2 separate regions of the Gossypium hirsutum genome follow, and region 1 is linked to region 2. Evidence: chromatin contacts called from public Hi-C data. All regions are on one chromosome and are shown on one strand. Each heading gives the region's core, a stretch centred on a gene start, on an enhancer-like site or on the middle of the called end of the contact. The rest is flanking DNA. Distances are from core to core; before and after follow the strand shown. Region 1 holds the start of LOC107891398 (disease resistance protein RPS2). Region 2 holds the start of LOC107891456.

Evidence for each region. Hi-C and Micro-C count contacts between places; a contact is called where the count stands out from the background.
Region 1: a Hi-C map of leaf shows a contact between it and region 2, with 1.9 times the contacts expected there. The contact joins the promoter of LOC107891398 here to the promoter of LOC107891456 in region 2. A contact is called at or near these places in 5 of 34 Hi-C or Micro-C datasets (callus and leaf).

What each region holds. Positions count from the first base shown.
Region 1 is chrA11:97,942,537-97,945,891 of Gossypium_hirsutum_v2.1, reverse strand. LOC107891398 (disease resistance protein RPS2) reads right to left here and starts at 1,332. Exons shown (of 9, transcript XM_041081909.1): 1 at 1,189-1,332.
Region 2 is chrA11:97,807,254-97,810,824 of Gossypium_hirsutum_v2.1, reverse strand. It overlaps LOC107891456, which reads right to left and starts at 2,311. Exons shown (of 2, transcript XM_016816270.1): 1 at 1,107-2,311; 2 at 358-792. The coding sequence starts at 1,859. The coding sequence ends at 676.

The sequences.
Region 1 (3,355 bases), core at 83-2,582, 140 kb before region 2:
ATATTAATAGTAAACCGTTAATAAATAACAAAAAAATAATCACTCAATTATTTATGAAATAATTTAGCATCAAATTATTAGAGTAATCAATTTATACACCAAAGTTAAAAATATATATATATATTTTTTTTGCTATTCAGTGGTTTTGATCAACTTTTCTTTGAAATGTTTTCCTGACTTTGAAAATTTAACAAATTAGTTGCTAGCATTTGTAAAACGATTGATATTATGAAATTATATATTGGTTAGAATATTTTAATTGATTATTTCACGATTTGGATATCAAATACTTCAAGTCAACAATTTTATCAATTTTGGTAATTGGATTTATTCATAAAAAATTGTAAACTCTTTCTATATATCAAAACCCTTTAGTTTATTAATGCCAGGTTAATACAAACTAGAGGTGTTCATGGATTAAATCGAGCCCAACCAAAATTTTAAGCTTGTTTGTTGGGTCCGGCCTGAATAAAAATGCTACAATTCAGGTTCGGCCGTATTAATCTTTTTATATGATTTCTTTTATATAATTTTTTAAAAAATATAATACATTAAAAATATTAAAAACATTAAAGTAAATGTTCCCAATAAATTAAAAATAAATTTTTAAAAAAAATGTATATTTAAATAACACTAAGATAAGTGCAACTTAACAAGCAAATGTCTCTAAAATAGTAAAAAAAATTAATAATAAAACAAGAGTTATACAACATCTAAATAATAGCAAAAAAATGGTAGCAACATAATAGTGAAATAGTAGCAAAATAATGAAAAAATAATAGGAAAATAGCAACAAAACAATAAATAAAAAAAAGAAGCAAGAAAATAGGAAAATAAATAAAAACTTTTTTTGCATATTTAGGCTTGGCTGAGCTTGGGCCAAAAAAATCTTACTCAAGGCCCAGCCCATTTTTAAACGGGCCTTTTTTTGCCCCAAACCCATTTTTTGAATCTATATTTTTATCCAAATCCTTTCACTTTTTGGGTCTGCCCGAGTGACATAAATTAAATTAAATGATCATCTTATAATTTGATAATCTCACCTGCGCAGCATATATTCAATAACAAAAAAAGAAAAGAAAAGAAAGAATAACATTATTATCATAGATACTCCTCCTAGATATCAATGTGGGAAAAAAATAAGAGTAAATATCATAATTAAAAAATGAAAAAAACAAAGCACCGTACATCCTCCTCCTCCGCCTGAGGTTTAGAGTTTTAATTTCTTTTGAAAAGCAAGTGAGACTGAGAATGAAGGAGCAGAGAATCAAAGGTAAATACCCAAAGGTACAAAGTTGGATAAATACTACTACTACTTCTATAAGTATATAAATAAAGCTTTACAATATATTTCTTTCTTTTTCAATTACTTAAATGTTGCTTTAAATAATTTGTTTTGAAACCAAAAGTCTTGGTCTTCCAACTTTAGTCACGGGTTTACACATTAATTTCCATATAGAAAATGACAATTCATTCATTTTCTTTGGATCCACCAATCTGAAATTGAAAGCGGTTTTTATTATTATTATTTGGATTCATTTATTTACATATTGCGCTGTTAAGTTGAATATAGGATGGGTTGCTGTTAGAGGGGTGGCGAATAAGCAAGATGGGCAATAAATTTTGGATATAATTGGTATTTGGGATTTTGTTTAATTTTTATGTTAAATTGTGGCGAATTTTAGATGGCCTAACTATTTTTCAAAGAGAGGAATGTAAGAAGTTTTCCATTCACATAAACAATTTGGAGGTAGTCAAAGCTCTTCAAGACATTCACATGACTGAATTAACTTCGGCCTTAGTTAGAAGAATCCATATGGTCTTACAAACCATGAAACAATGGGAAATTAACCACATCCCCAGAGAGAGAAATTAAGTTGTAGACAGTCTTACAAAAAATGACTTCAAAGAGAAATTCAACATTGCAGGTATTTGCAAAAATTCCAGAAGAGATAGTAGCGATTGTTAAGATTGTTAGAGTTTCAAATTTTCTGATTATGATTGTTTAATATGATATTTTTTTATCTTTTTCACCAAAAAAAGTAAGTGATTTTGGTATGATATAATTCATAAATTCAAGTTATCATCTAAGTAGTAAAAATGGAGACTAAATGCAATGGCTAAATTAGTAAAAAATAATTTTTATATATTTTAGTTTTTTTCGTCCATTTTTTATTTTAAAGTTGTGAGATATAGATCACCTTTTAATATTTTAGTTATATAGCTAAAATTGTACATTTGTATTGAATATATATTTTTATTATACTTGCGTGAAAATTGATTAAATTTTAATAAAATAGAGGACATAATTCAAATGCATTTAAACATATCCTTCAATTTAAGAATCGGAAATAATATGATTAATTTAGATATGGCATCAATATATATATGTATGTAGTGAAAATAATCAAACCAAGAGAGTATTTAAAATAGTTATGCTTCATTTTGATGAATTTGTATTTAGAAATTTAAATTTTAAAATTCTTTTTAAACTTTTGAAAATCTTGTAATTCTAGTTCAAAACCTTAGCTATGTAATTGGTAAAGTGATTTGAAGAAAAAAAAATTACTTTCAACTTTCATGAATTTATTTGTTTGAGTAAAAATAATGGAAATTTCAAATTTTATAATGATTTTCAAGAGAAGATTTAGCTGTTTAAATTTGTTTTTCAAATTCCACCTAAAAGGGTGGATTTCAAAATTATTCATAATCTCAATTCGTTTAATACATATGGTCTCACTATAAAATAAAATGTAAATTACACCCAATGTCATTGAACTATTAATAAATTCACACTTGGGTCTCTCTAATTCAAAAAGTTACAAAATAGTCATTGAACTATTTAAAAGTTTGCATTTAAGTCATTAGAATGTTAAGTCTTTAACAGATGACTAATGAAGTCATTAAATCATTGTTTATCATATAAAATATATATTAGCCATGTAATTTCCATATGCCTAAAAAAATGTTTTTTTTTGGAACGGGTTGTAAATTAACTTAATCTAAATTACTTTGTTTTAGGTTTTTTTTAAGGAGTTCTTGGCCAACAATTGAATTTTGAGCCTCTCTTTATTATTGTCATATGGGCTATAACAGCCCATATTTCAGTAGTACCGAAAACGGCGATTCTGGAACCATTTATTCTAATGGTCGAGTCATTAAATATTATCTATTAATATTTACAAACCTATTAAAGTGTATAGTGGTTTTTGGTCCGATAATTTTGTTGATCGATTAATATTAAAGTACAATGACTAAATCGTAAAAACCATAAAAATTGATTTCAATTGGTTTTATTTAGTAATTGAGTTAAATAATATTTAGTTAAGGCCTAAAATGGCAATTATGCCATCTT
Region 2 (3,571 bases), core at 1,062-3,561:
CCGAATAACATTGACTACATTAAAAAATTGCTGAAATCCAGACTCAATCTTAAGTCACGCAAATAATAGTGGCTAGTTGATTAATAAATTTGACTATTATGTAGTATGGACCCAAATAATTAAGGAGACCAAAAAAATATCATTTATGTTGTTTAATTAATAAACACAAAATTTAATTTTTTGTAACATTTCATCCATTTTCAAATTTTCCTTTGACCTTTGAAACTGTACTGTGATATTCAATTTCTTTATTTTGTGAATTAAGATATGTTATTTTTTGCAAGGGAGATGGCATATGTAGAAACCATTCAAGAGAACAAATCTGAATGGAGAGATGAGAAATGATAAAAATCTTAGTAAATTTAATGTTCCTCAATATTTATATAATATAAGTGCTGAATTTGTAGACATTTCACTAATATCAACTCCCACAGTTTAAAAACTATGCTTGCATATGCCAATGATGCAAGCATCTATTATAAGTGGCTAAATAAACACTATAATATAGAATTTTCAGGACTACAAGCAGGATTCACAATCCATTTACCATTTTATTATGTACAAAAACACAGATACCCCTATTTAACATTCTTGTATAGAACTGGCATAATAAATCCTTGACACTTGGAGAACAACAGCAGATGAGTGGTCCAGATTTCTCCAAGCAACATTGCTTTAAATACCATCATAGTAACCACCGAATGTTATTTGAGCTCTGGTGATTGGTACTCCTCTCACCACTGAAATTACTTCATTGAGTTTAGTTGTGTGATGAACCACTTGCTTCATCCTCTACAATAACAACAAATTAAGTTACTTAATCTACAAGTATTATCTAAAAATGGGCCTAAATTTAATGTGATGTAATTTGGAAGAAATGGTGTTGCTTTTTAATTTGGACTCTTAAATGATGAAATGTGTATATCCTTTTCATTATTATTTGCATTGTAGGGGTAATAAAGAAGACAAAATATATCTCTAATGTTCACATCAACATGTTTTATTTAACAAATATCAGATCAGTTAAAACTATAAATTTACAAAGATTCTCAATTTTCCAGGAAAGTTAAAAAAATAGACAAGAAAAAGTGAGAAAATTTTCATACCTTGTCATCACTGTAACGTTGGAACAGCAGTTTCTGGTTCAGTTGTTGTTTGTTCCTTTGTTGAGTTCCAAAAATGATGATGCAAAAAGTAGCCGCAGCAACACCAAAAGAGCAGATGGCTCCGATACCAGTCAAACTCCATTTCCATAAATTAAGGCCACCAGAGCTTTCTTCCCAGTTTACATCTTTATTCTCAGCTTTCTTTTCCACCAAATCTTTTATTTTGGGGGAACTCATGTTCTCCAAAAATCCAGTTTCATCGTCAAAATTAAACGTACCTGCAGCATCCAATTGAGGGATAACTCCTTTCGTAGTGGACCTTGGTGAGTCCATTTTGTTGGTCATGTCGACAGATTCATTGTTGTTGTAACTTGGTTTCCTAAACGAAACTTGTGTCTTCACTTCTTTATCACCTCCAACTGATTCCATACCAGCTTCTTTGATCTTCTCAAGGATCATGGATGGTGTAGAACTGAAATCAAGAGGTACCCTTTTGGTGATTTCCTTCCCTAGTTCATTTTCTGGAACCTTAAGGATTCTTGGTTCCAATGGAAATGGAACTGGGACAACTTGTTTAGCTATCTTCCCTGAATTCCCTGACGGCGGAGACTGTTCTTCATCGAAGTAGTCTGTGAAGAAAACAAGGTTTGAATCAGAAACTCGTTTTCCTCCATGGTCTTGATTGATATCCAGGAATCTATTATCAGGGAGGAAAACCCATTCATGATCAATATCCATCTCTTGGTGAATCATATTTTTTAGGAAATGGAATCTGATTCAAATGGGGGAGTTATTATAGGAAGTGAGGTGGGTGAAGGGATTTGAATTATTGGATCAAAAAAGGTGGCTTTACAAGGAGTTTTATGTGGAATTATGAGTGATGAGAGCAAAGGCCACCAGCACAAATGGTGTCCTCTAGCTCTTTGGAGTGAGAGATTAAACCTTTCAACCAAGAAAAAAATGACAGTTTTGAGTTCCTATGAGCTTATCCCTTCTAACAGGATGACAAATTAAGGGTGGTCCAAAGGGACCCACTAAGAGAATGCCTTCCCTTACAGGGTTCAAGTACCCAGTTCCAGGATATTTCTTTTTAGTTTTTTAATTTTTTCTTTATTTTTTTGTCAACAGTTAAAAGTTTTGAATACTATACCAACAGTTTGGTTAAAGTGAAGCCAACAGCCTACAATAAACCAGATAATGTTTTGAATACTATAACCACACCCAATAGTATATTTTTTCATATTATTATTAAACTAAGTAATGATTCCCAATTTGGATGATGAGAAAAAAAAAATAACGAGGAAGAGAAAAGGAAAAGGAGGTGTCGGTTGCTTGTAGGAGTTTGCTTGGAATGATAGTGACTGGTAGGTTTTCGAAGAAAAAAAAAATGAGAAAAATAAGATAGAAAAGATGAAAGTGAAAGGGGCATACAACTGTCCAGGGACTGGTATCTTCCTTTTATTATAATTACAAAGTTAAAGATCGTTTCTCTCCTAAACCATCTAGATTTACCTCTCATAAAACCTTTATTGGGTAGGCATATTTTCAAACACAGATAATAAACTTGTCTTCCATCATCAACAAAGTATTGATCCACTGGTAACTTTCATGAGAGTTGGATTTATATATATACATATATAGCAAGTTTAGGTTAAAGAGAGGGGAATCCGTCTCGAGTATGCATTAGGGAAGTGTTTTTTTATTACAAGAAACACATTGTGTCTGTTTTGGTAAGTCGTTTTCCATGGAAACCAAACACGTTGCAGCTAAAGCCTTCGTATTGTTAAAAACTGCCTCCCCAACCTAAACCTAGCTTAGGTTGAACCATGGAGTGGCCTGGGAAGAAATTAATATAAAAAATAAAGAAAAGAATCTATGTACAAGTTGGTAATTAGTAATTTTGAACATGATAGAATTTTAATATGATTAATACAACATGGCTTATACCATATTAACATTTAGAAGAAGAATATAAGACTGATACATATGTTATTACCATGTATAGACTTTACGCTGCCTAGACTTGGTCTGTTTCATTAATTTATATAAAACGTGCATTCACTCTCTGCTTTTTTGGACATTTTCAATTTTCAATTTTTCTCTGTTTTATAAATAAGATCATAATACACTTAGTACACTTCAACTCACGTCCTTACATTAATAATAATATTCTTATCAATTAAGTTAAGACTCAATCAATATATTGACCATCATTTTAACTATAAAAAATATAAAAAAAAATTTAGACAGTGATTTATTGATTGGGTATTTATTTTTCCTAAAAATAACATATGTTGAATTCATAAATGAAGATGATACCAACCCATGAGTTGTAGACCGAAGCCACAAAACATGACTTTGCCTAATGGGCTAATTATTAAAAGCAAGGTGAGACAAGTGAAAATCAAATTGAATTCTTATTCAAGAAATCATTTATATTAGCTTGAATGAGGCTTATGATGAGT